2 separate regions of the Mus musculus genome follow, and region 1 is linked to region 2. Evidence: chromatin contacts called from public Hi-C data. All regions are on one chromosome and are shown on one strand. The core of a region is the stretch at or near the end of the contact, and the rest is flanking DNA. Distances in the headings are between cores, read along the strand shown. Region 1 overlaps Scn3a (sodium channel, voltage-gated, type III, alpha). Region 2 overlaps Cobll1 (Cobl-like 1).

The links. A called contact is a pair of places that touch in the nucleus more often than the background predicts.
Region 1: a contact with region 2 is called in a Hi-C map of liver, with 5 times the contacts expected there. The contact joins two enhancer-like sites.

The regions. Positions count from the first base shown.
Region 1 is chr2:65,544,938-65,549,447 of GRCm38.p6, reverse strand. All of the region lies in intron 1 of Scn3a (sodium channel, voltage-gated, type III, alpha), which reads left to right. Among named protein-coding and RNA genes, the nearest start is that of Gm34833, 6.6 kb to the left of the region's middle. Within about 2 kb of position 1,952, at least 33 of the 459 cell types and tissues checked have an H3K27ac peak or open chromatin away from gene starts, as enhancers often do. A contact at or near this core is called in liver, where this site is marked.
Region 2 is chr2:65,116,288-65,121,183 of GRCm38.p6, reverse strand. All of the region lies in intron 6 of Cobll1 (Cobl-like 1), which reads left to right. Among named protein-coding and RNA genes, the nearest start is that of Grb14, 96 kb to the right of the region's middle. Within about 2 kb of position 1,848, at least 41 of the 459 cell types and tissues checked have an H3K27ac peak or open chromatin away from gene starts, as enhancers often do. A contact at or near this core is called in liver, where this site is marked.

The sequences.
Region 1 (4,510 bases), core at 703-3,202, 430 kb before region 2:
AAGGATGCAAAATACAAATCAGAGTGGGAGGCCACATGTAACAATCACTGCTCTTTTTGGTGGGTACATGAGGTTGTCCTCCCACTTGTAGCCAAAGCCAGCAGATACATTTCCTCCAGTTTGCAAATGCAGCTTCCTAAGAATGGGGAAGAGAGAGACCAGAAGTGAGCCAGAGACTACTGGGCTGGGCTTTAGGGGTGCACTGAGATTCACGTCTTCTTTGTTCACACCCCACCTCACTATGCCCCCGGTGAAGACCTTTCAAAGACTTGAGAAATATGACTAAGTTGATGGTTTGGTTATTTAAAATCACTCTTATTATATGTCAAGCTAGAGGCCAGAGTATTTAAAATCAAATTACCTGTGAGTTGTGAAGTCAAAGAAAGCAATGTTCAGAAACAGTGTGTCTGGGAAGGCGAAAACATTAGCAATTTTTTTGGATGGCTGTAATTTCAGTGTAAAGCTGAAGTCAGGGTATGCACGTTGCTGTCTGGTAGTGTATATTATGCTTCTGACACTTGGACATGATTCCTGAGAAAATCGATTTAAAAGATCACATGTTTCACTTGGGCTCATTTCTGGAGTCCATGTTTGTATAACCCTGTCCGTGGCCTTGGGCCTGTGATGGCAGAGTTCAGCATGTTCAAATTCTGGCGTAAAGGCATGTTCACCTCGTAATGGTCAGAAATAGGGACAGGAAGAGGGAAGAGCAGGCTTCCAATATCTCCTTCAAAGCTATGACTCCAATAACCAAAGCTCCTCCTGGTAGACCTCTCCATGGCCCCATGGGCTAGGGACCAAGTTTTCCATCAGTGGGTCTTTGGTGGACACTCCATATCTAGCCTGTATCACAAGGGTATTGTTGAGAAAAATAATATTTGTGATACTATTAATATTACCAATGCTACTAAAAACTTCCAGCTTTTATGGAAAACTCGATTTACATAAATTCACATATGTGTATATGAGCACACACATATCATTTAACCCCATTCTAAAAAAGCCAAGTTTCAAGATACAGTCCTCATTTGCATATATAAAACTATCAGCTGGCTTGGTGAGGTGACACCAATGTTGTCCTATACCCAGAGAACAGTAGAGCAACTCTGTTGGTACCACAAAGTAAGCAGCTGGAGAGGAAAGTACAGGTCAGGTCACAGAGGCGTTTCCAGTCTTGGCTAAAGTGACTCTAAGTCACTGAGAGACGCTGAGAGGGTTTAATAATATTCTGTGTCTGGTGACAGGATAGAGCAGAAGATTGGTAGCTTTGGAGAGCATTCATCTAGAGACAGAAATTTTAATAGATGTTATGAAATTTTAAAACAAGGATTTAAATTTTTGCCAGAAAGTAGAAAATGGGAATTTCTTAGTAGGCTCTGTGAATGTTGTGAAAGAGAACTCAGGCAGGTAATATTTTAAATGATCAATTTCTGAGAGAAGGCTAGTTACCTTGTTTGGTAGAGTCATGTTCACTGAGTTAGCCTGTGATAAGCCACGACTAATAGAAGGAGAGCAAGATCAGATGGTTATGTTAGGTTTGTACAGTGCTCTGGTTTAAAGTGCTTGTCTAAAAGTTACCTTTAGAAGCCATTAAATATGCTTCGTGTTATCTTAATGTTCAATGAAACAGCTTTTCAGGTGGAGAGAAAATGTGAGAGAAGCTAGAGAAGGGATGGGGATGTCTTAGCTCCCTCTGTGCTCTTTGAGATATTGGAGGAAGAGAAGCAAAGGGGGAGGGAGTACAAGCAGAGAGGAGACAGGGAAGCTGTGGTAGGCAGGCAGAGCCCTTCACCTGCCAGTCTCTAGAAAGACTGAATGAACCAAAGCAGCTGGAAGAGAGAGTCCCACCCGCACCCTAGGATGCTGGCAGTGGTTCCTGGCCCCTGCTTACTAGAGCATGCCAGGGCATGCTGTCTACAAAGATCAAACGGCCAGCTTGGCATCAAGTCTGCTTTCCTGATCAAAAGCCCCAGGTAAACCAAGTCTCCAACCCAGGATCCAGAGACAGACACCACCACACTGCCTGTGGCCAGCGTACTTGGCTAACTTCACTGTGTTCTCTTCTGACACAGATGATGATGAAGCCGGAGAGCTGAAGTCTAGCACACCAGAGTTAGTCAGCAATGACCTATCTGTCAAGGATTCGTGGCAGGATGACTTGCTGGGGGGAAAAAAACCACAGAATCCCTTCAAGGGATATTGTAAGAACAAATGAGATACTCCCCAGACGGGGCCTGGAGCTTTTCCAAACAGAGGTGCTGTGACTCCCAAAGGTACCTAACTACTTTAGAATAAAATTTGTATTTGTGGAAGGCAAACTGAAATTTTTATTGCTAACAAGGACAGCTCTACCCAAACAAAAAGAAGGCAGGAAAGTGTCATTCCTCCCCGGCCCCCATCCGTGTGTTTCTCTAAATAAACAAATGGATAAGGTGTGGCAGGCATGGCCTTGGGGCGAGGAATGATACGGAAAGCCAGAAAAAATTCACCTAGCTACATTTCTTTTTCCTGTAAGAGGAACATTCGTTCTGTGCATTTTATAAATTGCCTAAAATTGTGTTTACTTTCGATTTTATTATATTTATTTGGTAATTGGAGCCAGAGCTCACCTGTCTCTACCGGATAAAGGACATCCACATGGGTGGTTAGTATTTGTTTTGAGCTGGCTTCTGCGCTGGCTAAGTTTTGAACTGACCAGTGAGTACTTGTTTTATTTGGTATATCAGCAGCAACTAACTAGGAAAACTGTCTGAACGGATTGTCATCAGGGAGGATGTTTATTGGACATAACAAGCAGTGCAGAGGTTGTTTGGGTCCAAGAGCTGAGCCGTCCATCAAGAGCCCAGGGGTAAACATGTCTGTGTGATCGGCCACACTCACTGTGTCAGCTCTGCCCTCAAAGTGGCATCCGCTCTGCTTGGAAGCTGGCTGAGACAGTGCTACGGATGCGGATGCGACTGGGATGCAGAAAGGTGCAGGACAGACAGGATGCCTTCCCCAGTCAGTTCCTTTCCAGCCACTGTAAACAGCACTTACAGCCTGCCCCCTGACAAACCGTCCTCGAAGTTCATTGGCCAGAATGGGGTCTCATATCCTTTTCCTTAAGCACTGATTGCAGGAGAGCTTGGAGGATGCACCCAGAGTGGAGAGCACACTGGGGCTCACACAAAACCTACTTCAGTTTGTAAACATTCAGCAAGACATGTCAAGGGCTATTAAAGCCAGTAAGGCTGATTCCTGTATAACAAGGTTGGCTTAATTGTCATTAGTTGGCTCTTGTCTCCTCAGCTTATAAGTGATCTGATAAGGACAAAGTCACAGAGAACATCAGCCTCGGTAAGCTAATTATTAGTTCCTAGATGATTGTTCCAAAGGCAAGTTGAACTTGGGCTTTCTTTCTCTGGAAAATGCCCTCCTCACCATGATACGAGTCAACGGGAAGCAAAAGACAAGAACAAATCCACTTGTTCAACAGGAAATTAGTAAACAGTGCTCACGTGCTGACAATCACTCATCATTGATAGCGAGGGGGCATGAGCAAAAGAAAGAACTGCACTTGGCTTTGGCAATGGCATGGTACCCTGGCCACAGGCTTACTTTCCTAATGGGTTTGTTTAGTCATTCTAATAGAGGTACCAAAGTCCTTGATGAGACACTGAAAGGCACATGATGTGGAAGAGCAAGCCTAGGGCTTTCACTTGATTTTATACAACTCAGAAGTTCCCTGCATATACGGGAACTTGTCTTAGTTACATGCGTGTCTCATTTTTATCATGTATCCATTTACAAATGTGTCTAATGTTTATTATCAGTGCTTTCTGTTTTCAATATTTTCTATGTGAGACCACTGTGCTGTATGCCAGTACAGATTCTACACATACCAAACCCATAGCGAGATGACTACCCATCCTAATTCCATGTCAGCAAATAGGTTTTCAGAATCTGGTCGTTTCAGTCTTAGAAATGTGGCTTTTTGTCTGAACTATCCTGATTTGAATATTGGTTTCTCAGCTTACTGACTTTAAAATTTAGTCAAGGTATATGGTTTACATGAACCTATATTTATCCATCTGTAAAGTAAGAATAAAAATAATATCAATAAAGCAAGACTGCAATCAACATGATACATTTGCCATGTGACTAAGTTTATAGACATAAAGTACTTGTGTGTATCTCAGATATACAAATCATCTAACAGAGTTCTGTTATTATCATGGAATCTCAAAGCCATCTGGCTAGGAAGTTATACCAGCCAGAAGTTATTTCAAAGTTCCTTTTGAAATATTGAAAGTAGTATGTAACTCTGCTTGTGAATATCTAGTAGCTATTGAAACTGTGCCAAATGACCAATGTATATGTTCAATAAAACATCAGGCTGTTTTTCATGATACTAACAGAATCAACGATAAGTATAAAGCAGCCAGTAGTTTTAAATGAGAGTCCTGTTGGGGACAAAAAGGGGAGGGGGGGTAGGTATTACTCAGTGGTCAAGCTCTCTGGCCTTACTTAC
Region 2 (4,896 bases), core at 599-3,098:
TTGACTTTCAGGCTGGTTTTGACAGTTGCTGTGTGTGCTCTTCCCGAAAGTGGTCCATTAACGATCCAAGTTCACAGACCTGTGTAGAATTTCTGCATCTGACAGTCCATCTAAAGAATAAGTTTCACTGAAGCTCCATTTCAGTGTGTGCTAATTTTCATGTCCCTAAATTTTCTGTACACTTTGGCATCATTTTCAGCCTCATGCCACTTTCTCTGTATAGGTGAATATATTATATCCTGTGAAAATGTTTAATTCAAAATGAATTTCCAGTTAGAAATTTTCTAGCAGTTTTTCCTAGAACTTTTTGAACGTGTTATCAAACAGACTTTTTCTCGTGATTTGAAATGTCATTTGTGTTACAAGGTCTATGGTATTTGGCCTTTTTTGTTATATATAGGAACAGTAACTGTATCCCTATATGAAGTGCGTGTAACCATATGAAGTAAGATTGTCAACAAAATGACATCGACAGCTTTGGGGAATAAGACTAAGTATAGAAATCTGAGTCCTAGAACCATTTACTGTCTGTTGAGGACACCTGTAGCAAAATCAGTCGGCAGAGGACTGCCTTGTTTCCATCAGTTGGTCTCTTAAACTTATGTTTCAAGTGGAAGTGGAAGAGTTTAAAAGAAATTGTTGGAAATCTCCACCTGTAGAATTCCCAAAACCTTTGGAGACTTTTTGACTCCCACCTTTAGTGTGGCTTTACTGCTTCAAGTCCTCTGCATTCAACAGTAAATAACTGTCCCCAGCCACTGGCATGGTGTGTAACCTCCTTGGGGTAGGTTTGTGGCTGGAAGCACAGTAAAGGGATAACCTCTACTGAGCATTTCATTTGGTCTCAATGTGTGTGCTGCCACAGACAACATTCGAATATTGGGAAACCAAGACTTCCTGCCATCTGATATTATGCAAGTGAAACTTAATACCCAGAGTATTCGTTTTTCAGTGGCTGACTCAATTTTTTAGGAATGCTTTGCATGCCTCTTTTACACAGTTTTATCTTTATTTTTTTTCCCTACTTAATTTGGTTTAGAAGCAGATGATATGCCCATGAAGCAAGTAAACATCTGTTTTTTATTTTACTTGGTGAATTTTTCCAGTTATTTTATGCAGACCAATTAAGGTTGTACTCCCTGTTGTAATAGATTATGTATTTGTACTCGTTAAGAAATATTTCTCTTCCTGCTTTTTTTTTAATTTGGGCTATCATGTAACACTTTATTTTCTCTCCTGCTCGCGTCTTGTATTTATTGTATGGAAAGTGGACCCCACACGGAGTTCAACAGTTGCCTAGGAACTGTGGTTACCATGACAGTTGCAGCTTGATATATGAGTACATCTGGCTCTACTTCCAAAGCTATGAGTGGATTAATGCATCTGAAAAAATCTACCAGCACAGTATATTCTTTCCTTTTTCCCATGCATAATGTGCATCATTTCTTTGTAACTTTTCTAAGGTTTGTTAAGGAGTCATGGCCACGAAAAGCGAGGCAGCGGCGCCTGCTTATGTGTTTAGTTTTCCTATTCCAGGCCAACTTCTACAGAGAACACTCCATTAATCTACACTCAAGCCCTCTGTTGGCACTTTCAGGTGTGCTTCAAACCTAAAAGTAAAGGGACCTGCTAATTATATTTTAACCTCTAAAGAAGAAAAATCTTCAAAGAACAAGAGCTCTTGACCATTTGTAAATTGAATACACGTTTCTCTTCCTTGTCTATCAGTAAGCAAAAGGCTGCCTGTGCCTTAAGCTTTACACTAGGTCACAGCAGAACACTGAAGTCAGAAGTCCAAGGCTTACATAGCCTCTGGCCTACATTGGTGTTGAAGGCTGCATGAGTAGGTGTGCCCTTCTCTACTCAGCAGCATGCAGTAACAGTAGCCAGGTCAGAGGAAGCATGGCCGTGGTATGAGTGTGTAGGGAGGGATAAAGCTTTCTTGATAGCTTTGGCTTTCTCTCTGGGCTGAACTGAAATGCCCTCCTCCCCCAGTGTATTACTTTGGCTGTCATTTGACTTTGGCATGGGTTCTAAGTTCAGCTCATCTGTAAGGTGTTCTCCTCACCTGTGCCTAGAAACATGTCAGTCCAGTTTGTTCGGATTACAGGGAACCACGATCTTCACCATGTATTCTCGTTTACTTTGGATCGATCCTAGGTTCTACTTTCTTCTTGTTCGTAGAAGATGTACGGCTGAGCTCAGTTCTCATCTTTGGGCTTAAAAATGTTAAAACCAAGATTGTCACTAGCAAGCCACGATTATATAAATAGAGCTCAGTGAGTGAGGGGAGGGTGGGACTGACGGAAACACTGATGTGTCTGAAGAAGAAGAATGTACATGTCTGTCAAAGGCATAAATAGCATAGGCTTAAAAATTTGTCTTTTTTTTTCTTTGCACAAAAAAAGGGCCAGTGTGCATGTAAATGGAAACTGCTCAACCTCTGTGTGTCTTGTGTCACCTTGGGCTCTCCTAGATACTCTGTGGTGTTTTTACTCTCTGCTGTAGTCTTTCCATCAACTTTCCACACTAAATGAACTTGTCCATTGCTGTGTTCTTTTTCTCTGAGGAATAAAATTTTCTAACTAAATTTCCCAGAATCTTCAAGTTCTTATATTGCAAAACTATGTACGGCTGGCTTCTACCTAATAAAAAAAAGTTCTGTAGTCTGGACCTTTGGTTGGTGGTAACCAGGTCACAACAGCTACTCCTATTGAATGACTCCTGAGACCCAATGTATGATAGCAACATTGAAGACTTAACACCTGGCATCTTTCTGTGTGCACTTATTGCAACACAGGAATCCACACAAGCACCTTGTGGTGCAACAAAGAAATGGAAGGCTTAGAGTGTGAGAAAAATGTGTTCATTTGCTGAGCTTATTAACTAGAGGATATAAATGTCACTGTTAACTAATAATGAATTTTGCACAAGATATGTTTGATACAAATCTTGTGACCAACACAGCCACGTGGAATTCCTTGGAGGGCCTTAACTTTAATTAGGAACAAAAAGTCACAAGCTAATGGTGTTGATGCCACATGGAACACCTTCTGGATGATCTAGCTCTAATCTTATTGGCTTCTACCGTAGTACTTATTTCAGAAGAATGATAGGAGTGGTGTTAAAATTGGCAGAGGAGATGACTGCTCACATAGTGTAGGTTGAAGAGCTGCAGGCCCTGTACCTGATGTCTCCTGTCTTTTGCTCAGCCCAGTTGCTTGTACTTGATAGGTCACATCTGTTTACCCATTCCTTCACTTGGATGTTGATAATCTGAGTCAATCCTGACAAGGTAAGACTTTCCATGCTATCAAGGAGAACTCTTAATATGGGCTTAGGTAGATAATAATAAAATAATAGGTTTTTCTCCAGAGAATATGCTATTATAGAGCAGAGATTCAGATCTTTGGAAAAAGCTTTTCCATATTTTACCTGGAAATAGTTTATTTCTAAAAAGCTTCAATGACAAACAAGTGGCATGTATGTTTCCATCCAGTATAAAGGCAGTTCTCTTTGCATGTGTTTATACAGCTGTAAAAATTACACTTGAGAAAATAAACAGCAAAACCTCAAAGGGCTGACCAGTGTTTGTTAGGATATACAACAATTGTTCTTTAAAAAAAAATTCCCTTTCATTTTAAGCATTGCTTTTGTTCCAATGCAGTTATATTGATTTTATTACTGAAAAAAAAAAAAACTTGCTTACAGAGCATACCTACTTTGCAAATTCAATTTCTCATATTTCTATATTCCATTAATTATGAAATAATTACATTCAAAATAATTATATTTCAAACCAACTTGTGTGTCTAACTTGTAAAATTAATTTAGGGATCTTCCACCAAGAGTTAAAACTCAACCATCAGTCATACGTGAAGTTGGGACATATTCATAGTATATTTGCATAAGCCTAATGTCAATCATAAGATATTTAATAGATTTTATGCTGTTGAAAAGGTTAGCTGAGCATAATGTTAAACTTTCCTTGAAGAAGAAAGGGAATTTTAAGATTAGAGACCATTTCAAGTGGTTAAGTCCCCGCTAAACCCACCGTTCCCCAAATTTAAGAATATTCCTAAAAGCAGATATAATCCAAGATCTCCTATTAGAACATTTTGCAACATCATTGCAGTTGAGCTACACTGTTTCTCCTCTTTAGAACATTTCCCCCCCTGTATTTCTGGTTCATGCAGGATTTGCTGATTTTACTGCCCATGTTATGGTGTACCTGTGATTAATATGTAAGCTACTAACATCTCCAGAGCCAGTCCTCAGTACTGCTGTGGGCTACAGTACTGCCTTAATTCTGCCTTCTTCTGTTAGATTTTATGTCATTTAAGTAAGTGAATGCTAATCTAGGCATGGATTCAGATGGTCTATCTGCTATGGGTTCCCATCTGACCTTACCATGTTCTTTCACCAGCATATCCTATTTTTTCTTGTAATATTTCCCTTTACACGGGTCACAACATTTGTGGGAGTGTGTTCCTGTTTCAGTTGCAAGGCTTACTAATAGTGCACAGCCTTATCAGTGGCTTTAACTAGAGCGTAGAATTGAGTAGCTAATGATTAGCCAAGGCAGGCTCTCCTAGGGAGTTAGAAATCTGGCTTTCTTTTCATTTTGCAAACCCTTCAGACTTAAAAACAATTTAACCTCAGACCTTCTTTTAAAATTCCTGTCATGATTTGACTGAAGGAAATGAATTTTGATACTGAAACTAGAGAGTTGTAAGCAGTTCATTCTAATTAGGCATGGTTATGAAATTGTTCAAATGTCTATGCGGCAGTACACATTTATCTACTCGTTGCCAAGATGTAACAGACTAGTGTTAAACCTTAATTATTACTGGAGTCTTTCATGGTATGCTGCAGTGACTTAGTGGGGGTTTTTAT